Linked DNA regions of Mus musculus: all the other regions are linked to region 1. A link is a contact called in public Hi-C, HiCAR-type, HiChIP or PLAC-seq and promoter capture Hi-C data. All regions are on one chromosome and are shown on one strand. Each heading gives the region's core, a stretch centred on a gene start, on an enhancer-like site or on the middle of the called end of the contact. The rest is flanking DNA. Distances are from core to core; before and after follow the strand shown.

What was found. Promoter capture Hi-C pulls out the DNA fragments that hold promoters and counts their contacts. A called contact is a pair of places that touch in the nucleus more often than the background predicts. HiCAR-type assays count read pairs that join an accessible place to other places. HiChIP or PLAC-seq counts read pairs in DNA pulled down with a chosen protein or histone mark.
Region 2: a contact with region 1 is called in a promoter capture Hi-C map of pre-B cells. The contact joins the promoter of Macir here to the promoter of St8sia4 in region 1. A contact is called at or near these places in 3 of 39 promoter capture datasets (the C10 cell line, hippocampal neurons and pre-B cells) and 1 of 9 other capture datasets (liver).
Region 3: a Hi-C map of B cells shows a contact between it and region 1, with 6 read pairs. The contact joins the promoter of Thap4 here to the promoter of St8sia4 in region 1. A contact is called at or near these places in 2 of 39 promoter capture datasets (the C10 cell line and pre-B cells) and 1 of 484 Hi-C or Micro-C datasets (B cells).
Region 4: a contact with region 1 is called in a promoter capture Hi-C map of pre-B cells, with 4 times the contacts expected there. The contact joins the promoter of Dtymk here to the promoter of St8sia4 in region 1. A contact is called at or near these places in 3 of 39 promoter capture datasets (the C10 cell line, hippocampal neurons and pre-B cells), 1 of 484 Hi-C or Micro-C datasets (CD4 T cells), 3 of 115 datasets of contacts at active chromatin or transcription factors (DN3 thymocytes, T-cell acute lymphoblastic leukemia and astrocytes) and 1 of 9 other capture datasets (adipose tissue).
Region 5: a contact with region 1 is called in a HiCAR-type map of astrocytes, with 6 times the contacts expected there. The contact joins the promoter of D2hgdh here to the promoter of St8sia4 in region 1. A contact is called at or near these places in 1 of 39 promoter capture datasets (hippocampal neurons), 1 of 484 Hi-C or Micro-C datasets (B cells) and 3 of 115 datasets of contacts at active chromatin or transcription factors (T-cell acute lymphoblastic leukemia, astrocytes and large pre-B cells).
Region 6: a contact with region 1 is called in an H3K4me3 HiChIP or PLAC-seq map of the 230-238 cell line, with 13 times the contacts expected there. The contact joins the enhancer-like site here to the promoter of St8sia4 in region 1. A contact is called at or near these places in 5 of 39 promoter capture datasets (embryonic stem cells, hippocampal neurons, liver and 2 more), 1 of 15 datasets of contacts at CTCF or cohesin (pro-B cells), 7 of 115 datasets of contacts at active chromatin or transcription factors (the 230-238 cell line, astrocytes, embryonic forebrain and 3 more) and 1 of 9 other capture datasets (embryonic stem cells).
Region 7: a promoter capture Hi-C map of hippocampal neurons shows a contact between it and region 1, with 5 times the contacts expected there. The contact joins the promoter of Slco4c1 here to the promoter of St8sia4 in region 1. A contact is called at or near these places in 1 of 39 promoter capture datasets (hippocampal neurons) and 2 of 115 datasets of contacts at active chromatin or transcription factors (astrocytes and embryonic stem cells).

Annotation. Positions count from the first base shown.
Region 1 is chr1:95,665,784-95,669,618 of GRCm38.p6, reverse strand. St8sia4 (ST8 alpha-N-acetyl-neuraminide alpha-2,8-sialyltransferase 4) reads left to right here and starts at 2,025. Exons shown (of 5, transcript NM_009183.2): 1 at 2,025-2,470. The coding sequence starts at 2,358. It overlaps Gm30431 (predicted gene, 30431), which reads right to left and starts at 1,918. Exons shown (of 4, transcript NR_166710.1): 1 at 1,463-1,918.
Region 2 is chr1:97,660,118-97,663,952 of GRCm38.p6, reverse strand. It overlaps Macir (macrophage immunometabolism regulator), which reads left to right and starts at 1,935. Exons shown (of 3, transcript NM_133825.3): 1 at 1,935-2,122.
Region 3 is chr1:93,753,006-93,756,840 of GRCm38.p6, reverse strand. Thap4 (THAP domain containing 4) reads left to right here and starts at 2,003. Exons shown (of 6, transcript NM_025920.3): 1 at 2,003-2,384. The coding sequence starts at 2,308. Atg4b (autophagy related 4B, cysteine peptidase) reads right to left here and starts at 1,936. Exons shown (of 13, transcript NM_174874.4): 1 at 1,787-1,936. The coding sequence starts at 1,796.
Region 4 is chr1:93,800,112-93,803,946 of GRCm38.p6, reverse strand. It overlaps Dtymk (deoxythymidylate kinase), which reads left to right and starts at 2,013. Exons shown (of 5, transcript NM_001105667.1): 1 at 2,013-2,249; 2 at 3,037-3,145. The coding sequence starts at 2,120. It also overlaps a transcript of Ing5 not described here.
Region 5 is chr1:93,823,200-93,827,034 of GRCm38.p6, reverse strand. It overlaps D2hgdh (D-2-hydroxyglutarate dehydrogenase), which reads right to left and starts at 1,795. Exons shown (of 10, transcript NM_178882.4): 1 at 1,716-1,795; 2 at 395-750. The coding sequence starts at 728.
Region 6 is chr1:94,267,736-94,271,570 of GRCm38.p6, reverse strand. No RefSeq gene overlaps it. Among named protein-coding and RNA genes, the nearest start is that of Pdcd1, 220 kb to the right of the region's middle. Within about 2 kb of position 1,665, at least 4 of the 459 cell types and tissues checked have an H3K27ac peak or open chromatin away from gene starts, as enhancers often do. A contact at or near this core is called in the 230-238 cell line, where this site is marked.
Region 7 is chr1:96,870,082-96,873,916 of GRCm38.p6, reverse strand. It overlaps Slco4c1 (solute carrier organic anion transporter family, member 4C1), which reads left to right and starts at 1,746. Exons shown (of 13, transcript NM_172658.3): 1 at 1,746-2,150. The coding sequence starts at 1,808. Panct2 (pluripotency-associated noncoding transcript 2) reads right to left here and starts at 2,791. Exons shown (of 4, transcript NR_131964.1): 1 at 2,661-2,791; 2 at 1,527-1,727; 3 at 1,249-1,432.

The DNA of each region.
Region 1 (3,835 bases), core at 776-3,275:
TTAATTGTAAAAGGTTCATGCTTGCTTACAAACCATTACACTGTATGCAAAAGAATAGTATTGCCAATTACCCAAGCCAGCCGATATTGAAGAATTGAGAATAATGATGATAGATTTCCTGATCTGGGAGAAATTTCACTCATTTATGACTCTGCATTCTAGCTAAAGTCAAAGTCTTTTGTGATTAGACATGTATTATATTTGGTTCTATGTATGGAAACATAAGCAAAGGTCAATATATAAAAACAAAAGGTTTTTAAAGTTGGGCATTTACCTGAGAGAAAATGAACTAATAGAGGAAAAAATGAAAATGATATTTTCTGCATGTGAACATGATATTTTTTCTTGCAACAAACAGCATTTTTATACACCCCAGCCAATACCACTTCCCTTTAACCCATGAGAAACTGTTTTATTTTTCTCCCTGCTGCTACTTGAGAAGTCTGTGTAACTAAAATGCATTAAGGTAAGCAGGATTTGCGTGGACATCAATCCACTGGAAAGGCTCCCAGCAGGCCACTTGTAATGTCAATAAAGACTCATAATTGCTTGCTCCTTGATGCATTTTAGACTTGGCTCTTTGGTTGCCTGTCCTGCAGAGATTAGGTTCTCAAAACTTAGGAGACTTAACTTCCTAAACCTTGAATAGAAACTGACACACATAAACAGGGTCTTATACTAAGCTCTGTTGGTTTACTTTTAAAGACCTCAGCAGCTAGGCAAAGGTTCTAGAACCTCGGGTTTTAAGCAAGGGTCATGTCTTTCTACTTAATGCTGCTCCTTGAGTCACTCTGAATTCTTCCTAAGTCCAAGGATACCCAAATCCTGGTGGTGAGCCTTCTCATTTGCTGATGTGGAAAGTGCAAACTTAATGGGCTAATGGACTAGCAAAGGTACTGCTCAGTGAAGGAGCAGGAAGTCAGACTTCAGAGCCTCTGGAATCCTGGGGCCAAGGCACACAGATAGGAAGGAGTCTGGTTTCCAGGCTCTGTCTCCTGCTGAGGAAGCATGTAGATGTTAGGTGTGATAAGCCTGAGCAGTCAGCTCTCTTGAATGTGCCAGAAACTAGGAATGGAGAGGTGCTCAGCTAGAATACTCAGAAAGCGCGCCAGCTGCACAATACAATAGAAGTAAAAAAAAAAAAAAAAAAAAAAAAAAAAAAAAAAAAAAAAAGGTAGGCGGGAAGAGGGGTGAAAATCAGAGCCCAATACACTTCAGTTGGATTTTCAAGAGGAGCCTGCCTTTCCTGCTTTTTACCCTTCCTTTCTTCTTCCCTAGGATTACGAATGTGTTGGTGGGTGTGCCGGAGGACGCTGCCTTTTCTCAGAATTCTGGTCTCAGCAGTGAAGTTTAAATGGCATTGGATTTGCCTTCACTTCGTGAGGAGTTTCCAAACGACAACGCGTGGGTCACAGAAGTGTCCATAATGTTCGTAAGGATGCCTCCGACTTCACTTGCTTACCTCAAGCTTCAAGCTGGGATCCTCATTACCCATCCACTCTGCGGGCGAGATCAGCTCATCAGCTCCTGTGAATAATCGTATTTTCCAGACAGAGTTGTGCACTGAATAATGAACGTTCCCCTTCCACTTCCCTGTTGGATTTCACTGTGCTTCGGTCGGGTTTATTCGCCCGTGCGTTTACGTATGTTTAGCAAACACGCTTTGAATGATAGGCTGCTTTCTCGAGCTATCCTTATCCCTAGCCATTGCGTTCCTCTGGTGGGATGAGTCTCATCTTTCTCAGATGAGATGAATGCTGGTGTCGAAGCTGGCGGATCTGGAGCCTTGACGTTTGGGCGTCCTAGGAGATAGTGTGGTTCTGTGTGTGTCTGTGGTTTGGGGGCATGTGCGCAAGAACGCGTCCGCGTGCGACTGTGAGCTTCCTCCACCCGGCATAGTGCAGACCGAGCTCACAACGACTCTCCGAGCAGCCGCCAGTAACGCAAGGCAACAGCAGCCTCCGCCCCCTCAGCACGGTGATTGGCTGGCCTTGCTTATCGTTTCCCTGCTACGGCGAGGAAAGGGCCAGTGACGCCCCCGAGCCCAGCTGCAGAAGAAACCGCCACCTCCAATGCACAAGGTGTCACATTTGAAAAGAAACCTGAGCCCCAGGGAGGCGGCGCAGAGCGACCCGGGCCCGGTAAGCGCTAACTGCGCGGCAGGGAGCTGGGCAGCGCTGGAGAACCGGGAGAGCTCCACCGCTGAACATCCTAGCGACCTGATTCTGGGATCTCGGCTCCACGCTCCCTTCGCAATTTTCAGATTTCTCCCCCTTGATTATCATCCCAAAACGGAGCCTTTATACCAGGAGAAGGTGCCTGAGCTGGGACAACCAGGACTTTCCCGGGCACCCAAGATGCGCTCAATTAGAAAACGGTGGACCATCTGCACTATAAGTCTACTCCTGATCTTTTATAAGACAAAAGAAATAGCCAGAACTGAGGAGCACCAAGAGACGCAACTCATCGGGTAAATGCATGTTCAAGGATATGACACCAAATCAAGCCATAGTGAAGTGTGCTTAGAGCCGGGAGAGTGACGTTTTTGGAGTGCTGTGTGTATTGGTTTGGGCGTGCTTGTGCAGAGTGTCATGAATTAAATAACAAAGGCTCTTTGGAGGTGTGTGTGCATGTTTCCCATGCTGGTTCTAGGATGAGTTTAACTTGCCCTGTGCAATGGTGGTGGTGGTGGTGGTGGTGGTGGTGGTGGTGGTGGTGGTGGTGGTGAAAGATGTATTGGCACAGGGTGCAGCTCACCAAAGAAGTCACTGCAGAAGTGTCAACAAAGAACGAGTGCCCTTGTCAGTTTAACGCTTGAGCAGAATTCAGAGATGTCTTTACTCCTCAAGCCTTCTCTTTCTTTCTTTCCTTCTGTGTCCCGCCAGTCTATGAGGACACCATAAAAAGCGGCGTTCTCCAAAGTTTATGGTCACAGAAGTGAAGTGGGTCTTTACTCTTTTTTGTTTGTTTTTGTTGGGGGAGGGGACGCCTGTAAGATCTATTTTCTTTCTTTCTTTCTTTCTTTCTTTCTTTCTTTCTTTCTTTCTTTAAGTTAGACATTTCAGTATCAATAAGGAAAATTCCTTATTCACTCCTCTACGTATAAAACTCCCGGGTTTCATGGTTACAGTTTTAGAAGGGAACTGGGAACTGCGCCTTTACAGACCATATCTGCTCTTTTTTTTTGAGTTTGTCAAGATGTGATCAAAATCTCCGCCCCATTAAGTTCTGTAAATATCTCACTTCCTTCCTCTCTCCCCTGGCTTCTCTGCCTTTGAAGTCTATCCGGGAGCAGAGCGAGCGATTTGTAACTTCTTGTCTCTGACAAGGCTTGGAAGCGCACATCTGAGGATATGGCCCTGTTGTCAACTCTGTTAAAAGTCCTGTTTCGGAAATCCTCCCAAGTCCGGAGCTTTCCACAGTCGGAAACTGCACTGGCTGAGATTTCCTTCTGTTTTTACATTGTCTCTGGCATCTTTGAAACGAAGAAGGATGCTTTGGCATTTTTGTGTGTGCGCGGTTTTGTGTGGGGGGCGGGGCAGAGAGCTTCTCAAACACACACTAGGAAACTTTACGCAGCTCTTTTCTTAATATCCCCGCTCCTCTCTGAGTAATCAGTCACAATGAAGTGAGTAAGACGCAGGTGTATCCTCCCGGAAGGACTTGCTATTCTGCATAAAGCTAATAGTACTAGGCTCAAAGGGGACTCTAGGAGAAAGGAACACTAATAAGGAGTGGGCCGAATGGTCCTTATGCTTCAACAAACCTATTCAAGGTTTGTATGAGAGGAAAAATAAATACATACATACATAAATAAAAAGAATTAGGTGAAGTC
Region 2 (3,835 bases), core at 686-3,185, 2.0 Mb before region 1:
TCTTTCTTTCTTTCTTTCTTTCTTCTTTCTTCTTTCCTCTCTCTCTCTCTCTCTCTCTCTCTCTCTCTCTCTCTCTCTCTCCTCCCTCCCTCCCTCCCTCCCTCCCTCCCTCCCTCCCTCCCTCCCTCCCTTCCTTCCTTCCTTCCTTCCTGGATTAACTTTTTCTTAATGGAACATCCAGAAAGCTCGCAAAGTGTTTCCATCTTGCTTTCTTCTTTCATAGGCACACAGCTACCATCCTGAGCGGCCCCACATATTCTAAATATGATAGTCTCTAGACATAACCATCATGAACCACATATAAAACCATGCTGGCCTAGTGAATTAGTTTAGGTATTCATTGTGACACTGGAGAACTAACCTAACTTTTGATTGGATGAAGAGTCTCAGAGGTGGGAACCTAGAGTGGGAGACAGCTGGAGACAAGGCTAGCTTTCAGCCTAATGAACGGAGAGACTAGTCGGAACTTTATTGCTTCTGGCCAAAGAACATTGCTAAAATTTCAGAACAAAGGCCAAGTTACAAGGTGTTCTCTTAAAAAAATTATGAGTTCAGACAAAATGAAACTAAGCTTCTTGAAATAATTTGTAATGTTTCCGAGGTAGTTTTATAAGAACGAACATCAGAATACACTGCTGTGATAAATGTTCAAATCTGAAAATACTTGGAGCATCTTCTACTAAGGTACCCATGGTGGTGGGGCGGGGAGGGGGGGGCACAAAACAACTGAACAAATAAATATAAAACAAAATTTAATCACTTGAGCATTCAATACCTGTACAGTGTACTAGGGTCTATCTATATTTGATAAGTTACATGAATATCATGTTGGGGAAGAGTAACTGAGAACATTCATGAATCTGGCCTCTTCCTTCCTTTTTCTGATACTTACATCAGAGCATATGAGAAGCAATTGAGTAAGTGTCCTTCAGTTGCAGAGAAACCAGAAGCCACATCTTGGAGCCAGAGTGTATTTATTAACCTTGGTAATTTGGGGGACATATATAGACTCTGGAACATGAACTATTTGCTTTAAGTTTGTATTAGTCTAGATGAAATGTATGACTTTATGTTCAGATAAAGCACCGTTTAAAAGGCCACACAATGCAGGAACCTGAATTTAAATTTATAAATACACAAACAGCTCAGCTATATGAAAGGTCTGTGACTTCAAGGATGTAACTCATGTTTTCTGTCTTAAAAATGTGGACTAGCACAGTTGAGAGCTGCAAACTTGGGAATGTGCGTCAAAAGGGTTGGCACCTAGAGCTAAATAAATATCAGCAAATATTTGTAATGCTGCATTGACCACTTCGGCAGGGGAGTGGCATATGGACTGAGAAAAGAAAATCTTGTTGGGATGGCACCTCATCCCTGTAATCCCAGCGCTCTGGAGACTAAGGCAGAACGGTTCTCCGGAGCTTAAGTCCGGCCTTGGGTACAGAGTGAGACCTTGTAAAGACAGAACAGGAAGGAAGCTAGAAAGGAAAAGAGAAGAGAAACAAGTGACTCAGAATTTAGTCTTCACCCCGCCCCCATATTTAGTTGTTGACATTTATTATTATTATTATTTATTATTATAGTATAATTTTAACTTCATGGGCTTCTGCTCTTCTCAACTTCTGATCAGCAGAAACTCAAAAATCACAGCCATCCCCACAGAGTTTAGCACACCGCTCTGTGGGAGCGGCCCGCATTGTCAGGCCTGTGAGCTGCGGCTCCCCGGAGGGTGCGGCGGACTTTGGTCCGGGAGCAGTGTGGCATCACGCCGCCGCCTCCCGTCCCCGCAACAGCCTCCGGTTCTGCGCTCTCACGCCGCCGGCCCAGCCGCCCGCCCAGCCGAGCGTGCGAGCCTGGCGCAGGAGGCGGGCTCTGCGCTTCCCGGCCTCGCCTCCGCAGCCCGCGGGAGGAGGCGGGAAGGCGGGCGGAGGCGGGGGAGGAGGCGGGACTACGGCGGGCCGTAGCTGGCGCCGAGCGCGGTGGGAGAGCAGCGGGTACCCGGCTGGCTCCGCTGGCGGCCTCTGCCCACACCTCGGCGCCGCAGCCCCGCGCCTCGCCCGCCCTTGGCTTCGGGGTCTGCGGCTGCCGGCCATAGAGGAACCGGCGGAACCCTGGACGACCGGTACGTTGGACGGGGAGCGCCACTCCTCCTGCAACCTTTTGTGCTGCAGAGGTGGTGGCGGGGATGGGTGGGGTACGCGCGTGAGTGTGGGTGCCCCAGTCAGCGAGCCACTGTGCCAGCCCCAGGCACGGCGCCGCCCCTTCCTCCTCGCCTCGTGTCCCGGCCGGGCGCGCGGTGTGTGCGCAGCGCAGGGAAGCCCCGGGCCGCGCCGGCCTCCGCGATGGCTGATGGCTCGGTGACACCGGGGCTGCGAGCGGCGCTGGTCCCTGAGCCTTGGTGCGAATGGCTGGCGTGGTGGTGGGGGGACTGGAGCCTGGGGTGGGGCCCGAGCGGGGTGCGAGAGCCCGCAGCTTCCTGGCACAGGGGTGGGGCCGGCGACGCGGGAGTGTGCGGCGCGGGTGAGTGTGCGGGGGCGTGCGCCCCGTGCGCGCGCGGCGAGCGAGCGAGCGAGCGGACGGACCGGCGGGCGGGCGGGCGTGCGCTCGCCGCCGACATGCGGTGCGGGGACTCTGCGACCCGGAGCGACGCTCCCGCGGTGCCAAGGTGCGGAAGTCTGAGCGCGTCGGCGCGCGCCAGCTAGGCGGCTCGCCCTACCCGCAGCGCCAGGCGGCAGGCCCGGCGGAGGCCCATTGAGAAGTAACGCTCGCCCGGCTTGCCGCGCCTCTGGCCCCAACGGTGTACAAGCCGCGGCTGCGGGCTACAGATAGCGGCGGGAGACAGCCCCTGGCGACCTTATCTCGGCCACCAGTGCGCGCTGCACCCCGCGGGCGAGGCCGAGGCCGGTGCGGCGGCTGGTGACGGACAGACGGACCGGCGGTGGCGGAGGAGCGCCTGTGGACTGGGGAATCGCGGCCGGGCGCTGGCCAGAAACTAAGGCGGCAGATGTCTCGGGCACCGCCACCCTCGCCCCACCTGTCGCTGGTGGACTTTGGGGCGGGTGGGAAGCCTAGGAAAGGGCGCCTGGCAGCGGCCGGCGCTCAGACCTTGAGAAGCGGCCCATTGTGAAGCTGCCAAAGTCGCTCTAGTGGTGGAATCTGCAAATCTCGGCCAGGAAGGAACCCAGTTCGCGAAGGGAAGGACAGCCGCGTGCTTTCCCCCTGGCAAGTGTCTGGCTCGCTAGAGACTCCCGGGCTCTCTGCCCACGCCGCTTTGCTTAGAGTGGGCTGAGGATTTCTTCAGAACCAGGGTTTTGTTTTTGTTTTGTGTTCTCTCTCTCTCTCTCTCTCTCTCTCTCTCTCTCTCTCTCTCTCTCTCTCTCTCTCTGTGTGTGTGTGTGTGTGTGTGTGTGTGTGTGTAAGTGGGGCTGGAAACACTGGGAGACACTGGCGCTGAACTTTTTCATCCTTCCAAGAGGAGTAATTATGGACACAGCAACACTGTACCCTATTAGAGGCTCCTAGCTGAAAGAGCAGAAGTCGCACAAGATCTCCGAGGTTTCTAAACTTTACTTTATGTTGTTTTTCCTCGAAATGCCACTATATAATTTCAGGTGCCGGGGTCTTTTACTGTAGTGCAACAAGCTAGACACTAAGGATTGGAAACGACTCTTTCACAAAATTTATTTTCCCAATTAGTTCCATATGTGGTTATTCTCCCAGAAGCTTTGGGCTACAGTGTATGCGTGGGTTATTTTAATGATTTGGGTGTTTTTATTATGAGACCTTGGATTAAAAACAAAACGGACAGGATGACATGTTAGCGTTCATGAGCACC
Region 3 (3,835 bases), core at 754-3,253, 1.9 Mb after region 1:
GCTACAGTTCCAGTCACCTATAACCTAGCCCACATCACTCTCCCATATAAGCACCATCCAGGCCTATATACTTCTGGTCTCCTGTAGAGAATGTCAGGGGCCTCAGACAGCATTTCTTTTCCTTTGTCCATTTTTCTAGTCCAATGTCTAGATTGAAACTCCTGATACCCAATAACAAATGTAGTTTATAAAAAGATCAAGGTAGGTAGGGCAGGATGGCTCACACTTTTTAAGTCCAGCACTTCAAGGCCAGCCTGATCTACATCCTGAGTTCTAGTACAGTGAGGGTTTTGTGGAGAGATACTGCTGAGAGAGAAAGAGAGAGAAAACACACAAACACAGCACACACAATTATAAGAATAACCAGAAGCAACATTACAAGGGTGGTGGGAGATCAGAAGGTAGATCATAAAATGCCACCCAGAATTATATCAGGAGAAAAATTGCACCATCATACTGTATTTAAAAAAAAGTGTTTTATCACCATTAACACAAGTCTTCAAACACAGATGTCTTTTGAGTTTGATCTCACAGCAGCATTAAACACCCACTTAATTTCAGCATTGGGGATGTACAAGCAAGCAGATATATTTCTGTGAGTCTTGGGTCAGCATGGTCTACATATTAGACAAGACTAAACAGTGAGGCCTTGTCTTTAAAAAAAAAAGTGGGGGAGAGGATAATTAAGTAATTCAATGTATTATCCCATTCCACACCTCCAAGAGGCACTGTGGTGTGACAGCTTCAGTTATTCATTCTAAAAAAAAAAAAAAAATGAATTATCTTAAAAAAATATACACCTGGCTCATGCATCTTGGGGAGTCAACGTTCCTGCTTCCTCCAGCTACGGATGCCATAAACTGCTGAAATGTGTATTAACTGTAGGCATTACTCCCAAGTAAGAGCCGACTACTTCTCTAACACAGCTGTCAGAAGAAAACCATCAAAAGCAACGCCATTCAAGAAAAGTACAATGAAATCAGGTAGCAGGACTCCTTCACAAAGGAGTGGATTCTTGAAGGCAGGTCGCTCTTAAATTAAAAAAAGGAAAAAAGAAAAAGAAAACCAAAAAAAAAAAAAAAAACCCGCTAACGCTGCTGAGGGAATGAGAGAACCTCTGTTGGGGGTGGGGTGGGGTGGAATGGGGTGGGGTGGGTATTTTTAGGGCTATTAGCAAACAACTTATTTGATAGATTTGCATCTCCAAGACTTCTGGCCAACATAAACAAAGAACCGCACTCTCCAGCTTCAGAAGCAAGAGTCAGTTAAAAACAAACAAACAAACAAACAAACAAAACCCACCCACACTTAACCCAGTATTAGGACCTCAAGAAGTCAAAGTAGCATGTGACTGATCCGCTGTCAGAACAGGAGCGGGGCTCACCTACACAGGTTATTGAACTTCAAAGACAAAAGATGTGCATGTTGTGGTAGCTGGACCAGCGGCCAACAACTTGACAGAAGTTAAAGAGGTCGGCTCTTCAATGGACACCGCAAGGCCCACCCTCGCGGCGCACCGGTCCTCTCCGGGCACCAGGGTGCCCGCGTCCTGATGCGTCCCTCAGACTCCCTGCCCTCACGCCCGCAGCCGCGAGCCCACAGGCTGGGACGCTCCCCGAGGGCCGCGGCCGAGCGCCGGAGGCCGAGGCGCTGACGAGTGGCCCCGCGAACCCGGTACTGAGCGCTGCGGGGAGGCGCGGCCCGCCCAGCCCAACACACCGGCCTCCGCCCCAGCGGGCGGCCACGGGAGCCCGCCCGCGACAGGGCAGGCGTCCGCCCTCCTTACCTGCGTCCATCTTCCCTGTCCGGCTGCCGACTGACCGTGCCGTCGCTCCGACGGACTACTGCGCGACACGGCGACGGGAAGCCGCGGCAGCCAAGCGCGGCGCAGCGGAAGCGCGGGCGTCGCCATCTCGCCGTACGGCGGTGGGCACGCGGGGGGTGGGGCCTCGGCGCGTGTGGTTCCTAACCGGACGCGGCCGCCCCGCCCCCGGCCCGCGCCGCCGCTTCGGAACACCCGGGAGCCGGCCCGAGCTGCGCTCCTCCGGCGCCGCCATCTTTCCGTACAGACAGCCACCCGCGCATGTCTCGGTACGGACTCACCGCCCGCTGCGGCCGCGACGCCGGCGCCGTGGCCGGGCAGTCCGAGCGCAGCGTGGTGCGGGCGGCAGCGCGCAGCCATCTTGCCGTACGGCTCGGCCGCGGCCCACGTCCCGAGCTGTGTCGCCGCGCTCCCTCGGGGCGGGTCGGGCCAGCGGGCGGGCGGCAAGGATCGGAGCCTGGCGGCGCTCACGACCGAGGCCCGCAATGGTGATCTGCTGCGCGGCCGTGAACTGTTCCAACAGGCAGGGCAAGGGCGAGAAACGCGCTGTCTCCTTCCACAGGTACGCGGCCCGCCTCCGGGTCCGCCACGCCCCCGCCCTGGCCGGGGCCCGCGGGGAAACTGAGGCCGCGCGGCGGGCCGAGCTCCGGGGACCGGGAGTGGGGGGCCGGCTAACCGAGGGTAACTGTGGGAGGTGGACGGGTCGTGGAGCTTTATGACCTTGGCTTGGACCGCCGGCTTTGGGGACCAGCACGGCCATGCCTCGGGCAGAGCGGCCGGAGGCCCCCTCCGCCACCTCCACCAACGGGCGTCGCACTGATTTGGGCTGGCCCTGCCAATTTCAGGAGTATTCTGCAAGGGCGCCTTCTCAGGTTAATCCTGATCTTTGCTTTCGGGCAGTTCTCCACTCTTGCCTCGGCGGGGCAAGCCCGCCCGGAGGTGTGTGGCAGGAGTGCGGCCCGGCGCACGCAGCTCTACTTCCTGCATCCATAGCCCTCATCGCCTTCCTATGGGGTCCTGCGGCCCAGGCACTGGCACCGATCACCTCCCGCATCCTGCACTCTGGCAGAGGCCCGGGGGATGACCGTGGAAAGGGCTTTCCAGGGGGTTCTCGGTGGCCCTTGTGCGGGCCGCGCCTTCCAAAGGCTTTCGAGACTCCCTCAGTTGGTCCTCTCCTGTGATTTCCAACAGGAGTGAACAGCGAGCGAAGGGACTCTGCCTTGGAAGTCACTTCGCACATCCTGCCACCTCTTAGTACTTGGTGTTAAAATTTAAAGATGGGAATGGCACGTATCTGTTGAAAGTTCACAGGGTTACATTAAGTCTCCAGTCCTTAAGACCTGGTTCAAAACAAAACCTAGTAACGTTAAACAATCTTACAAGTCAACCAGAATGTTTCCGTAACAATTTCACATAGAACATGCCCCAGAAGTTTTGTTAACAGTTGAAAATGAGGCAGTGTTGCAAGGACTGATGTTGGCTTCCCCATGTTCTAACATGGTATATGGGTAGACAGTGCCCAAATTGGGGCGGGGAAACTCCAGAAATCTAGCTCACTAAACACTGATAAAGGTTATAAGATCACATTGCTTACAACGTCCAGATCCATCCTATTAAGGCCAGTCTTGGTCCACAGCAGGTTCCTCGAGACTGGAAAAGCTCAGGTGGAGCTCTGAGCACCTGAGAAAGCCTACCATGTGTAGTCAGTTTGGTCTCACAAATCTTGCCTTAAGTGACCATTAAATAGCTTCATTAGATGAGGGAAGAAATTACTAAGCATGTTATTGAACATCTAATTTTTTTTTCCCAGTTTTCCTCTTACGACGTAAAATACTACATAAAATTTACCATTTTTGTCTTTGGGGTGTTTTGGTGTGTGTGCACAGGCACGTGTCTGTGTGTGTGTTTTGAGACAATGTCTCATTGAATTGCCTTGTTGGCCTACATCGCATTGTTTTAGTCTGCTGGTCTTGTAGACGTCCTTCCTCTGCCTCCCAAGCTCGGGAAATACTG
Region 4 (3,835 bases), core at 764-3,263, 1.9 Mb after region 1:
CGGGGCGGCGCCGCGCGCTCACTATTCATGAGCCGCGTGCTCCGATTGGCCGGAAAGTGGGCGGGGCAACTCAGGGGCCACCCCTAGGCTTCCGGCCGGCTGTGGTCGCCAGGCGGCGCTGTGGGGCTTGCCCTGAGGGAACGCGGATGGGCGATGTGCTCGGTTCGCAGTTTGCAATGTGGAAGCTCTGTCTCTGGCCCAGCCGGATTCCAAGCCCTGGCAGGGGACTCCGCTTGCACGTGTGCTGGCGCCAAACCTGCCAGCCGACACCTGCCGCTCTTCCCGCGTTGTTCAGACACCCGCTGCCTGTGGTTTCTCCTGGCTGACGGGGCCTCCCGGAAGGAGACCCCCTCACAGGCATCGGTTAACTTCCATGCTCTTTGTGGCTGTCTGGTCCCGAGGGGGGCGTGCCCACGCTGGACCTCGGTTGCTTTGACTCGCACTTCGTGAAGAAGCCACGCACCCCTCGATGCCTGCAAAAATACATTTTACATTCCTACGGCAACTCTGTTACAGTTAATGAAACAATATAACTAAAATCCAGGGTTTACCAGAGTCCACTCTTGGTGGGCTCTAATATTTCTGAGAAGTATTAAGTATCCCCCTTATAGCATCCTGAAGAATATTTTTCACTGCCTTTAATTCTTTTGGTCTATTACAATAGCGCGCGCACACACACACACGCATACTTGTAACCAATAAACGTTTTAGAGTCTCTGTAGTATTGCTTTGCTAACATGCCATGTAGTTGCATTTTACAGTACACAGTCTTTTCAGACTGGCTGCATTTATCATTATACAGTTCAGGTTCCTCCATGTCCTAGTAAGTAACTGATAATTCACTTTTTACTTCAAAATTATTTCACTGTGTAATTACCAGTTTATCAGTTTGCGTGTTGGAGGACATCTTAGCTGCTTCCATATTTAGGCAAATGTGGCTAGAGCTGATACAATCATTTGTGTGCAGACATAGTTTCCAACCCATTTGGGTAAATATTGACTTCATGTTAAAAGTAGAGTGCTTTCTTGAGAAACAGCCAAGCTATCTTCCACACCGTTTTTGCCTTCTCCTCTGCACTGACAGTCTCCTTCGCTCCACGTCCTCACCAGCATGATGAAGGGTTAGAATTGTAGATTTGGGCTATTCTCGAAGAGGTGAAATTATCTTAATTCATGATTCCTAACAATATGTTTGTGTTGCACATTTTTACATATGTGTCTGGCATCTGTGTCACTTCTTTGGGTGTTAGTTCAAATGTTTGCATAAACCTTGATCTACCTCCCAAATGTTGGGTTTATAGGCTATGTCACTCACTATATCCAATTTATTCTGTGCTGGGTATGGAATCTTTGTTCATTAGGCAAAACATAACCCAGCCCAGCCTTTGACTGCGGATCCTTTTTTCTCTTCCTCTAGAGTACTGTTGTTTGGGTTTTTGAGCCTGGGTCTCACAATGTATCCCTGGCTGGCCTGAAACTATGTAAGTGGCCTCAGACTCACAGAGATTTGCCCGCCTCCTGCTCATGTATTTTCCCTGACTTTATTTTGTCTGTAAAAACACTGCTAGGGGGAAAGGAATTTAAAAGGGGGGGGGGTGGTTTCAATTCTGCCCACGCTGCAAATAAACCCATTTCCTTCCACCAACTTACACTAAAACGACAAGGAAAATTCCTGAGCGGTTCGAAAATGCTGCAGAAAGTACATCTTGGGGGTCGATGTTCCTATCCTTAACTCCTTTCAGAGCCTGATCATCACATGGCTCCTGTACGCGCGCAGGTGTGTGTGTGATAAGAAACTTTTAGAACCCTTCAGTAGCGCGCTTAGGGGCATAAAAATTTGATTCCGTTACAGGTCTCGAACTTCCACGTGACCAGAGCCTGCGCAACCACAGTCCTTAAGATTGGTGCTCTTCGGGAGCGGCGAACGGAAGTTCCGCGAGTTGGCGCTCGCTAAACTGCAGACTCCCGGGCCTAGATTACGTCACGTCCGGAAGCTGTTCCCCGCAGGCCACAGAATTCGTTTTCCAACCGGAAGAGGGCAGGGCTTCCGTGCACGCCGGGCTTCTGCTGCATCTAACATTGGCGGGAACCTGGCAAGTTGACCGGTGCTGTGCGGGCGATGGCGTCGCGTCGGGGAGCGCTCATCGTGCTGGAGGGTGTGGACCGTGCTGGCAAGACCACGCAGGGCCTCAAGCTGGTGACCGCGCTGTGCGCCTCGGGCCACAGAGCGGAGCTGCTGCGTTTCCCCGGTGCGCGGGTGGGCCTGGAGAATTCCCTCACTCTCTCTTTGGGTTGTAGTCTTAGTATCTTTAAAAGCTTTTAGAACATCTATTTATTTATTATTGTGCATGCGTGTGCTGGCTAGTCTATGTCAGTTTGACTCAAGCTACCTCAATTGAGAAAACTGGCCCCACCAGATTGGCCAGCAGACAAGCCTGGAAGACATTTTCTTCATTGGTCATTGATTTGGGAGGGCCCGGCTGGTGGAGATGGCTTAGTTAATAAAATACAGGCTGAAATGAGAGCCTGGGTTTAGTTTCCCAGGTTAAAAAAAAAAAAAACCTAGTACGGTTGCTTATCCAACCGCTGGAGAGGTGAGACGGACTCGTTCCTGGGACTTGTGAGCCAGCCAGTTCAGCCAAAACTGAGCTTCAGGTAGAAGCTCCTCTCTGAAAACACAAGGTGGAAAAGTACTGAAAAGGGAACATAAGGTTGACTTTTGGCCTTGCGCCCTGTACACTGGACACCAACCCCTGATCCTACAAATTAAGTAGGTTGGGAATTGGAACAACCACTTTGCAGGATATTTTAATTTTCAAACCAACCAGTCAAAAGTCTTACAAGTACTTTTGAAATCAAGACTTGCACGTACATTACTTCCTTTTCTCGGGGAGACTTCTTTGGCTTCAGAGATGGTCCAAAGCTGTCTGGAGGTTGAAAGTTAGGTGTAGGTGCAAGGAGAGAACTTAAGTGCAAACCCCTGTAGACTTCAGGTGAAGAGTCTGACTTCAGTCGAGTGTATCTTTGTCTTTCTAGAAAGATCAACGGAAATCGGCAAGCTTCTGAATTCCTACTTGGAAAAGAAAACGGAACTAGAGGATCACTCCGTGCACCTGCTCTTCTCTGCAAACCGCTGGGAACAAGTGTAAAGACCTGCGTCGTTGCTCCCCGGTTGTAACATGCACACTTTTGTGTGTGGCAAGGGTGCGAGCACCTGTGTGTGGCATGTGTGCAAACACCCGCACGTCGAGACCAGAGGCCAGCTTGGGAGGTTTCCTCTACCCTACCATTCGACGCCGTATTTGAGATAAAAAAATCGACGTATTTGAGATAAAAAATCGTCGTATTTGAGATAAAAAATCGCCGTATTTGAGATAAAACATCGTCGTATTTGACCATCGTATTTAACCACATCCGGCTTGTTTTGTTTTATTAAAAGGTTTTTTTTTTGATTTGGTTTTTGGTTTTGTTTTTTTGATACTAGGTTTCCCTACATAACAGTCCTGACTATCCTGGAACTTGCCTTATAGACCAGGCTGGCCTCATAAAAAATATGTATTCGTTTTTGTGTAATATAAATGGCTACCTGTATGTGCACCTCATGCATACCTGCTGCCCAAGGAAGACAACTCCTGTAACTAGAGTTACTGAGAGTTGTAAGCTGTCATGTGAGTTCTGGGAACCAAACCTGGGTCCTTGGCAAGAGCAGTAAGTGCTTTTAACTGCTGAGGCAAGGTTTGTTTTGTTTTGTTTGTTTTTGTTTTTTCGAGACAGGGTTTCTCTGTATAGCCCTGGCTGTCCTAGAACTCACTTTGTAGACCAGGCTGACTTTGAA
Region 5 (3,835 bases), core at 546-3,045, 1.8 Mb after region 1:
AAACAAAACAAAAACAAAACCACAACAAACAAACAAAAAACAAAATAGAAGAGGCAAGAATAAAGACAGAAGCAGAAGCTGGAGGGTTACCAGCAACACCTAAAGTCACCGGAAGTTCACAGTGGCAAGAAGGACCCTCTCCTAGAGCCTGCAGAGAACACACCTGCTTCCGAACTCTCTAGGCTTCTAGAACTGGGAGAGATGCCCTTGGTGAGAGCCAGCTAAGAAGAAGCTGAGCAGATGCAGGCAGCCGTGTCCACAAGTGCTCACTTTAGCCAAGTGCTACACCTTTTAATCTGCCGATTTTATTCTCAGAAGACCTTGGTGGTGTCATCAAAGGGATATGAGGCAAGCGGACGAGGAATCTGTTCCCCTCGCCCACGTCCTGGCTCACCCCGGACGGTCTTCAGCCAGTCAACGTTGCATGTCTGCAGTTGCTCTGGATCTGTGATAACTCTGCCAGGTATGATGCATTCAAATGCAGCCAGGTCCTCCTCGGACACAGTAGAAAACGGCAGCCGTTGCACCGGATATCGCTCAGGGGTCAGCGTCACCTCTGGGCCGCCAGCTACCACGGAGTATGCTCTGTGAGCCAAGGGGCTGTACACACCCCGAGGGCAACCCAGCCGCTTCAACCCCACACAAGCTCTCTGGGTGTAGGTCCTCCTCCATCCTGGAGATGCCCAGAGGACCCTTGCAGACCATCTGGACACCAGAGGGAGCACCATTGTTCCTGCTCTTGAGAGGGGGCTGGGAGGGGGGGGGGGAGAGAGATTGAATTTGCGATTCGTAAGCAATGAAGCAATGAGAAAGCCCCACAATAACCTCTGCACCCCATCTGAAGTCACCTACACAAAGCCGCCTACAGCGGCTGTTCTCAACCTGTGGGTCGCGACCCCTTGGGAGAGTCACATATCAGACATAATGCACATCAGATTTTTTACATTGTGCTTCATAACAGTAACAAAATTAGTTATGAAGTAACATTGAAAACGTTTTATGGTTGGGGTTCACGGAAACACGAGGGTCCCAGTGGTCAAGGAACGTTGAGACTCGCTGGCCTAGAGAACAGGGCGGCTTGGGGCTGCAGGATGCAGAGGACTGGAGTCTTAGGAGGGTTCGGTTCTTAATGTTTCGCCCTGCAGTATTACAGTCCCGAGACTCCACTGAGTGAATACCTATGGGCGGTGCTGGCTCTCCAGGGCATTCATTGTATTTTAACTTTTGCAAGAAAAAGGAAGGTATCCCGGAATTGTGCACCCAAACACAATTGAAAGGAGAATTTTACATTTTACGTAATACTCTGCCACCAGTTTTACAAAACCTGGGTACATCAACAAAAAATGGCTTAAAAGAGGGAAGGGAAGGAAACCGGCCCGCACACTGGTAGCTATCCAGAAGAGGCCGCCTTCCAACTGAAGGCTCGCTCTATTTGGCTGCTGCTTCCGCCTTACCTGAGACGAAAAAACACAACACGACATGCGCAGAGCATGCGCATGCGCCATGTGTTGTGACGTCAAGGAGGACCAACTATTTGCACTCCCAGCCCACACGGCCCGTGGGTGTAAGTGAGAAGCGATGCGACTAGGTTCGCCCTGCCGGCAATCCCAACTCACACCTGACCTGTGCAATCACTTGACAGGCCACAGCCCGGACTGCACAGACTCAGACACCAGCACCCTCCACCCAGGAACTACAGCTAGCCCACTACGCACCCTAGCTTCCGTCCGAGTGCAAAGACCGAGTCCGCACCCGCACCCTGCTTCCCACCCCTGCAGAACCGTAGGCCTGAACTAGAGGGGTGGAGCGAGAGACTGCGCATGTGTGTCAGCCCGCCCTTCCTACCTCACTCCACCCTGCTGAGTGTGCCCCGCCCTTCCCAGACCTTCGGCCTTGTTTATGTTCCTGCTGACCCAACCTGAGTGCCCCCCAGGTCCCAAAGTGGCGAGTATCCTGCTTTGACCAAAATCCGACTCCACGCACTTTTCCCAACTGGCCTCATTGTGGTCCACCCGACTAGCCCCAAAAGATAAGCGGTCACATCTTCAGTTCACTGTGGCTTTTTCCGCAGGGGCCACTGTCACCCTTAGAAGCTCCTCTCTTCCCCAGGCATTTCTGTCTCCCTCGATCTCCTTCTATCGATCCTACGAATCTCTGCCCTCTTCCTCTCTTCCCCGGGCTTCCCGTCTCACCTAGAGTCACTGGTCCATCAGCAGACACGACTCTGCCCAACCCTCAAAGAAACAACAAAAGCCCGAGGCTTAACCATAGGGATCACAAAGGCCAGCCCAGCTCTACAGAGCATCCCTGACCTCCTGGGGCCAGGCCCAGCCACCCAGTCCTCAAGCAGGTACGCAGTAACTTTTAGCAAATCCAAGGCACAGAGCTGCAGCCCAGCAGTAGTTTTCCTGGGCTGAGTCTGAATTATACTGTCTCCCTTCAACTCCCAGCCCTAGGTAACAGGTAATTGCTATTTCTTGCAATTATTCTGTTACTTCAGCATCCCCCAGCTATATTCAGCTATAAATAACCCCAGTAGTTTCCATTTTGCTGGCTGGACAGACCTGGTATCTGAAACAGGGTTCATCTCCCAGTTTCCTGGGGCAGCTCCAGAAACTGTCACTTCTCCCAACTTAACCACTTCCGTTTCCCATCGAGGAACAAGCCTGGAAGTACCTTCTTTAAGATGTTAAGATAATTACTTTAGATCTCTGTACCAGGGAAGAGCAGGAGGCTCCTGAAGCTGAGGCAAGAACAGAGAGGTATAGTGGTGCCAACTAAAAGCCAAGGCACTGTGGTAGTCCTTGCAAACTGGATATAAGAATATGCTGGGTGGTGGTGGTGCATGCCTTTAATCGCAGCACTTGGGAGGCAGAGGCTGGCAGATCTCTCTGAGTTCAAGGCCAGCCTGGTCTACAGAGCAAGTTCCAGGACAGCCAGAACTACACAGATAAACCAAAAAGAAAAGAGAATGCAGCATTTAGGGATCAACAGCTACACAGTGTGTGCTGGGAGGGATCAAGGTACAGCTGTACCTCCAGAAGAGCAATTCCCTCAGGTCTGCTCACCCTCCCAGGTTTATCAGACAGGGGCATTGGGACATGGTTAACACATACTAGTTGAAAGGACATTCCAGAGGCTTCTACTGGGCTGTTTCTACCAAGTTGGCCCATACTCCATAGGCCACTGAGGGTATTTAGAAGTTATCAAGACTGTCAATGTACTGGACAGTTCTGTTAACTTGACACAAGCTAGAGTTATCTGAAAGGAAGGAATCTTAGTTGAGAAAATACCTCCAATACGACCCTCCCTTTAAAAAATAAAAAATGGCATTTTTGGGCTGGAGAGATGGTCCAGTGGTTAAGACTGCTCTTCCAGAGGTCCTGAGTTCAATTCCCAGTAACTCACAACCATCTGTAATGAGATCTGATGCCCTCTTCTGGTGTGTCTGAAGACAGTAACGGTGTACTCACATACATAAAATAAATCCTTTAAAAAAAAAAAAAGGCATTTTCTTAGTGATTGATAGGAGAGGGCCCAGCCCACTGTGGGTGGGGCCTTCTCTGGGCTAATGGTCCTGAATTCTATATGAAAGCAGGCTGAGCCAAGCCATGAACTCAAGCCAGTAAACAGCACCTCTCTATGGTCTCTGCATCAGCTCCTGCCTCCAGGATCCTGCCCTATTTGAGTTTCTGTCCTAACGTTCTTTGGTGATGAACAGTAATGTGGCACTGTGAGTGTCTCCAAGGTCATGGTGTTTTATCACAGCATTAGTAACCCTTAGACAATCAGTTACAGGCTCAGGAAAGACACCTACGTATTTGGTCCTTTTAAA
Region 6 (3,835 bases), core at 416-2,915, 1.4 Mb after region 1:
AGACAGAGTGTAGAGTTGGATGGGTAGAGAGATAGGGAAGATCTGGAAGCAGTCAGAAGAGGAGGGAAATGTGATCAGAATACATTGTATGAAAGCAATTTTTTTCAATAAAAAATATTAATAGAAGAGAGATTCCCAGCAGTGAACTCTTGCACGCGCCCTGACTCGCCAGCAAGAACGACGCTGCAACAGGATCCTTTTGCACACGTTTATTGGGAGAGTTTGATTGCAGAGGCGAAGAGACCCCAAGCCCAGAACTGGTGCTGCTTATATAGGCCTAGGAGAGGCATGTCTCACACCCGGATTGGTTATGCATGGTTATGCTTACCACCTCATTTGCATGTCTCACATCTGATTGGTTAACATGTCTCTCATCTGATTGGTTAACTTGTCTCTCATCTGATTGGTTAACTTGTCTCTCATCTGATTGGTTAACTCTCAAAACCTCATCTTGGCAAAAACCTTTACTGCCTATGTATGTGTGGTGGCCAGTGGTAGCCAGCACCACCCTACAATGGCACACGTGGCTTCCCACAGTGAACAGTCTGGGCTTGACTCTCACTGTGGCCTGTTCTTATTTATACCAGTTACATAATCATGTCTACCCCCGTTTTTCTGTCTGCTTTAAAACACGTGGTGATGCAGAGAAAGAACCCTCCCCTGAGTGAGGATTAGTCAGTTAGAATTTGTGGAGTCCCAGAAAAGACTCTCCTATGCCATGAGTCTTTGCTCATCTGTGCACGTCCATGAGGAGAAATGAAGCTTAGCCTACAAAGTGTTAAGTAAAAGCCCAAAATGTTCCTCTCAGTTTGACTAAAATTAAAAGAAACTGCTCTCTCCCTATGCAAATGGGACAGTAGTGGCAAGCTTACTTGAAGTTTGTTGTCTGCCCAGGCTTTTCTCTGAATTTGTATCTAAGTCCTTAAGAATTACAGTAATGCCAGGTCACCTGGACAGAGATTGAGGAGTTAATGTATGGTTTTCTCTGCTCTCCACCCTCTCCTGAAGTGTCCTTTATCTCTTCTCTCGGCCTCTAGTCCAGTGGTTCTCAACCTTCCTAACGCTTCGACCCTTTAATACAATTCCTCAGGTTGTGGTGACCCACAACCATACAGTTATTTCATTCCTATTTCATAGCTGTAGTTGTGCTACTGTTATGAATCATGATGCAAGTATCTTATATGAGATCCTCAAGGGGTCACAACCCACAGGTTGAGAGCCACTGCACTCTAAGCAAGTAGTAAACAGACCCAGCCTCTGGTCCACTGGGCTCTGAAAGGATCTCTGCCTCTTGTCTTAACACAGACAAGAGACAGATAATGGGGGATGTGTGACATTACACACTGACAACTACTTACAACTAATTGAGGCTAACATGAAAAGTTACTTTCCTTCTGTCCTGCTTCTCACCCTGAACTTTCCATGAGAGAACAGCAAATCCCGTTATAAGTTCTAACCTTTCTACCTCCACGGACAGCAATGCCCCTTCTCCCTGCTCTTCCTTTCTTTCCTGTAGCAGGAACAGCAGGGTTGCCTCTGTGTAAACGCTGGGGGTCATGCAGCCACAAAAGCATTTCCTGCAGGAGGCCCTAATTGATGACTGCCTGAGAGACCAAGGATTGCTGGTGCAAACAGTGCCAGCCAATCAGGAACTGCTGTTTAGACATGATACTTTCTTGGGACCAATGGGGGCACGGGTGGAGGGTAAAGGTGCTAACAGCAGTGGTCAGATTTCTCACCTGCTCCCAGAGTCTGAGTCGTGAACTCTGCACCATCTCACCCCCAACCCCCAAGGACAGGTAGTGTGGTGAGCTGTCCAGGGCACACTCAATACTTTCCTTTTCCTCTTTGTTCCTCGCTGGTCTCCCCAAAGAAACGTTTTCTAGTGGTGCAAATGTAGAGTTGCTCTCTAATCAAACACTCTGCACTCTGCTCCTCCCCTGACCCCACCCCCACCGTTCAACGTTAAATTTCACTACAGCCTCAGATGACTTCATTTGAGAAGCCTGGGGAGGATCCCTGCCTCTTGTCTGTGAGGCTTCCGTATTTCCTGAAGGCCGGGCTCACTTCGCACCCTTACAGCTTGAAAGAGAACGAGAGAAACGAAGCCTGAGACAAAATTAGAGGGGGTTGATTATCCACAACGCTATCCAACAGAAATCGTAGCAGATACCTGTATCCACCATTAGGGAGGTTCCAGTTTAAGGGCAACCTAGGCCATATGGCAAGACCCTGTCTCAAAAAGAGAAGGCAAAGAGTAGATATACTCTCGAGAATAAACGCCATGGTGCAAGGCAACTCATTCTAAGTATCATAAGAAATTGTGTGGTTTTTTTAAGCAAAGATTCGGGGGGAGGGGGGTGTAGATAGAGTAGGAAAGACATAGGTGCATGCTGCATTTAAGACTCTGCCATAAGAAACCCAGACAAGCAAACTGGTAATGCAACTGTCCAGAGAGGGTTCAGACAAATGGTTGAATAGGAAAATCCACTGGAGTTTCATAGAAGGCAGTGTCTACTTAGAATAAAACTATCACAGTCATTGTTTTCTTTCTAAATAGATGTAACAAAACGTTATTCCAGTGAAGCTTGTCATTGTTGCTGAAGCAGCCTCCAGGGACCTGAGAAAATAACCTGGCTCTCAGGAAGTCATAATGATTCTAAGAAAATGTTTCTGTCTGTTGATTTAAAAGAGCCAGGCCCCAAGGGCTATGTTTTAAGAATTGGAAGGACTTTTCCCAAGGAGAACAGCACATTTAACTTCTGATTTACTCTCAAGTTTCAGAAAAGGACTATAAAAGTCCAGTTCCCACCAATCCCCTACTGTGAAGTACGCCCTCCTGATACCATGTAAGAGAATTGATCCATGCATAATAAATGTTTTCATTATGACCACTGCTTCTTCCCCACTCCAGTGGCTCTTCATGGTTTGTGGTACTGAAATATTCCGAGTACTGCGATTTATTTCTTCCCCAAAAGAACATTGAGGTATACGCTATCATCAGCCAGTCTGCTCGGTCATGTCATTTAGATGTGAAACTTCACTATGCTTTGTTCTCTTATAGCCATTTATTGGAATATTTTATAGAGTCATAATTCAACCTCAGTTTAAAGAAAACACAAGGGAATTATCTGTGTAATGGAATAAGTAAATGTAGTTTCCAAAGAAGATGAGAGGATTCGAGGTTAAGAAAAGTTCTTTGTAAAACGAGGAACCGCTTTTAAGCCCTATTTTATTCACAAACATTTCAATATACAATTATATAGAAAAGTAATGTGCAGAATTGGACTCAACCCTGTGAAAAGAAATCCCCCAGCGTTGGTCTTCCTAAGAATGTTTTATATCTGCACACAGGGTGAAAGGTATCTATCACCATTGGGTAAGATGGGATTTGCATAGATTACCTCTATCCCTCTATCATATTTGCAAATCTTAAGCTTAAAGCACTAGAAAATCTTTCTGCATGGAAAGATAAAATCTAGAAATAAGAAAATCAACAGGGACAATGTTTCATTTTTTTTCCCTTAATACCAAAAGAATTACCTGACATAAGATAAAATCTTCAGGGAAAAAAATTAATGTTAGCTTTCAAAAACGCAATGTAACTTTTCCAATTTCCTCCATTTCTAATTCCTAAGAATTGTAAGACTAGACTGAAAAATATTACAAATGCCTTTGTCCTCGTTTAGAATACATACTTACATCCACCTTAACATTTAAGAAAATATTTTTTTCATCCTTGAAGCACATTTAGTGTTTATTCTAAATGCACATCTTTACGGGGTGGGTACACAGTGATTGTCCAGTGCGCACATACACAATGTAGTCACCGAGC
Region 7 (3,835 bases), core at 497-2,996, 1.2 Mb before region 1:
GTATACGTGTCCTGCTGCTACTATACTCGTCTATTTAAATTTACAACAAGGGTAACCACATCTCATCAAATCCAGCTTTTCTGGAATACTTCCTACTTCTCAGAAAATAAGATGATATCTATTTATACCGATGTCTATTTTAAATCCAATTCTTTTGGAAGAGGGCTAGGAGGATTATGTATCATAGCTAATTCCCCCAGAATCTGACATTTAGAACTTCTTATGTTCAAAACCTCGTATCAGTGAAGCATGAAGTTTTTGTTGGTGAGACAGGCTCTTTCTATGTAGTTCTAGCTGTCCTAGAACTCACCATTGTAGACCATGGTGCCATTGAACACAACAGAGATCTGCTTGCCTCTGTATCTCAAGTACTAACGCACTGGGCTAAGTATTTGTTTTGATCTTTGAGAATGGCTATGTAATAATCTAACCATTACATGTAGGCTGAGGTAATTAAAAGACAGATAATGAGATAGTGCGAAAACTAAGTTCCAGTTCCCTACATGAATTGTCAGTGTGCTGCCTTGGGAGGGATTTTGGTTCTCCTTGGGGCACAGATTCTTCAATGTGTGAAGCGTATGTAACAGCAATTACACTCACTTAAAGGCCAATAACAGTGAACACAGCAGTCCTTACCTCTCTCTGCTCGTCCAGGTCCAGTGGCAATCCAGACTACTTTTTGACTCCTCAAAGTCATATATGTGGCTTACATCGCAATCACTCAACTCACTAAGTACAAAATTTACAATCCCCCCCCCCAAAAAAAAGATTTTATAAGAGAGAATTTATGGTATTCTTATAGAGTACTCTGTGTATGCATTCTTAGGGATTGCTTCCTATTGGGCTGTGAGCAGCACAGTGTTTGAGGTATTTGCCAGCTTGTCCTGGTGAGTAGACTCTTCCAGACTCCCAACAGTGTTTAGCATACGGGAAATAAATACATCCTGATGATCAGTGACTTAGTAAATAAAGAGACTGGAATGAGTGTCAATCATAAAATTGTATCAATGTTTTCAATCAGTTTTCTTGTTTCATATTGCACATTTTTTACATAATGTTCATCACTTTCACCAGAGAATGCCATGGATGTGTTTTCAAAGTTTTGTCATTCCTTCAGTTTGGAGAAACTAAAACTAAAAGGAAGGCTATGTTGCCTTGTGAATGTAGCTGATGAGGAAAGATTTGTTTCTAGGAAGGTTGGCAGGTAAAAGTACTATTATTGTTTTCATGGAATTCAAAGCAGTATACCTGAGTGCAGCCTGATTCTGGGAGCAGAGGACTCTTGCTTCAAATTAGCAGCAGAGGAAAAAGCAAAGGCAGGTCTTCCTGAAAGGTCTCCTGATGCAACGGTGTTTGCAGTTTTCATACGCCTACCCAGGGGGAACGCTGGCCCACTGACTCCCACAGTCTCTGCCACTTCCTGGTCCCTGGGCTCAGAATGAAAAACAAAAAACAAAAAACCGCTGTGCTGAGATCCCTGAAAGTGGCGCCCTCGCATACGAGATAGTGTCGCCCTGTTCTCTCACCTGGCGGAGGCCGGGTCTCACTCCCACACAGAGCATTGTGGTTGTCGCTTGGGGCGACCGGTGTAGAGCAGAGCAGCGCTGACACCTCGAGGTGCCTAGGTCCCGGAGGTCCGGGAGTGTCCGGGTAGCTGCGGTGACCGTGCAGTGACAGATGGGGAGGGCCGGGAGGCGGAGACTAGTCCGGCCTTAGGGCGCTGTCACCTGCCCAGGGGCGGAGCCAGAAAAGAAACCAGCCTTTGCCGATCGTACTCACACAGGAGTCTAGAGAACCTTTCTTGACCATGCAGGGCTCCAAAGGAATAGAGAACCCGGCTTTCGTCCCTTCCAGCCCAGGCACCCCACGCCGTGCGTCTGCTTCGCCCTCCCAGGTGGAGGTCTCTGCTGTGGCCTCCAGGAATCAGAATGGGGGTTCGCAGCCTCGGGAATCTGAGGAGCCTCAGAAGTCAACTGAGCCATCCCCGCCTTCTTCGAATCCCCCAGCTTCTGATGAGCCGCCGGGGTCACAGCTAAGCGAGCTTGAGGAGGGACCTTGCGGGTGGAGGGGCTTTCACCCCCAGTGTCTCCAGCGCTGCAACACCCCCCAAGGCTTTTTGCTTCACTACTGTCTCTTAGCCCTAACGCAAGGTAAAGTCCAGCGCCAGCTTCTGGGGGTCTTTGGCTGAGCTGATGGTTGGGTGGGGTCAAGCTTGGGGAGAGAAAGAGGCAGGTGCAGGGGAACCCACCAACTGTTCGGGTCTTTGACTCTGCTCTAGGTAACCCCCCACCCCCACTTCCCCATGCCTGGGTTTGGAACTTGAAGACGCTCTTGCCTGCGGGTGTTCGCTCTTGCCTGCGGGTGTTCGCCACATTCTGAGTGGTCCATATTTTAACACACCTCCCCCCTCCCCCTTAGCATTTTTACTAATTTTGTGTTCTGCCTCATTTTAGCAGAGTGGATTCCTCTAGGGAAGGTTCTGAGAATCCTCCTTTGGGAAAACGATAAGTCATAGTCTGTGTTTTAAAACCCTACTATCTAACTGAGATCTAGGGAAGGGATTTGTTTATTTGTTTGTTTTTACAGAGGGAGGATTAAAGGCTTTGCAAATAGGAGTGGACTGATTTTCCAAAAGGAGGAACGAGGATAGAAGTACTTACATTATGTAGCGTAGATTAGATGTAGGTAATCTTATTTTCTCGATATTTGAGAATGTGGGGACAAGCGCAGTCCTGTGAGTAAATGAGAGAAGGCTTCCAGCTGTGCAGGGTGAACCTTAATCAGCTCTTCAGTCTCAGGAGTTATCGAGTGTCTGTTTGTTCTAGGAGCCCTTTTAAACTCCCTTGGGACTAGCAGATTAAGCCAAGATTTATCCCCCCTGGAGTTTACAATCTAAACGGAGGTTCCTTGAGTGTGGTGGAGGGAGCGAGGGAGGTGTTTTTTGAAAAGGAAGCAGAAAGGAAGAAGTTGAAGTTGCTGGGTTTGCTTTCAACTCAAGGGATAGAATGAAGGGGAAGTTCTTCTAAGAAGACTATCTGAGGAGGGATGGGCTAAAAGTGGAACAGTTTGAAGGACCTGATGAAATTTAAGTTGAATTTGGTATGCAGACATTTTTGGTATAATCCCAAACTTTTTGTAATAGTCAAGGATAGGTTGAAAGGAATGAAACCCAAGAGTCAGTGGAGGGTTACTGGAAATGTTTCTCTGCTAAATTAATAGAAAACTAAATTGAAGTCTCTCATCTCCTGTTCTTATTTTATTTCTGTTTCCCCTACTTCAAGACACCCAGTTCCTCTTCTTCTTTTCTTTCTTCACCCTCTGGGTGCTAGGTAAATATTTGTTGACCCTAAGTAGGGTTCAGCTCCTTTTCCTGAAGGTTTTTGCTGTAGTTGAATTCCTTTCCTTATTGCAACATGGTTTCATTCTAGTTGATCTTGGTTGTAGTTAATCCCAAAGTAATGATAGTAGAGGATAGTTGCTAGAGCTGTATAGAATTAAAAAATAAAATATACCTTGTGTTTTACCTTAGATTTTATTCTGCGATGTCTGTTACTCCAAGAGATTTTATATTCAACATAAACTATTGTTTTAAACTATTATTGAAAAGAATTGGTACTCTCAGAGGGAAAATTGTGTCTACTTCAGTTTAAAGCATCATTTACTCTAGTTTAAGAAAAATAACCTGAGAAGAAAATACCCCAATATATTAGTTTATGCCCAAATTGAGGTTTCAGTAGCTGGATGTGTATTGTGTATCTTCTTATAGATATTTGCAAAATGAAGGTCTACTGTAAAAGTAGTGATATCTGTGACTATTTATTATTTATTTTTATTT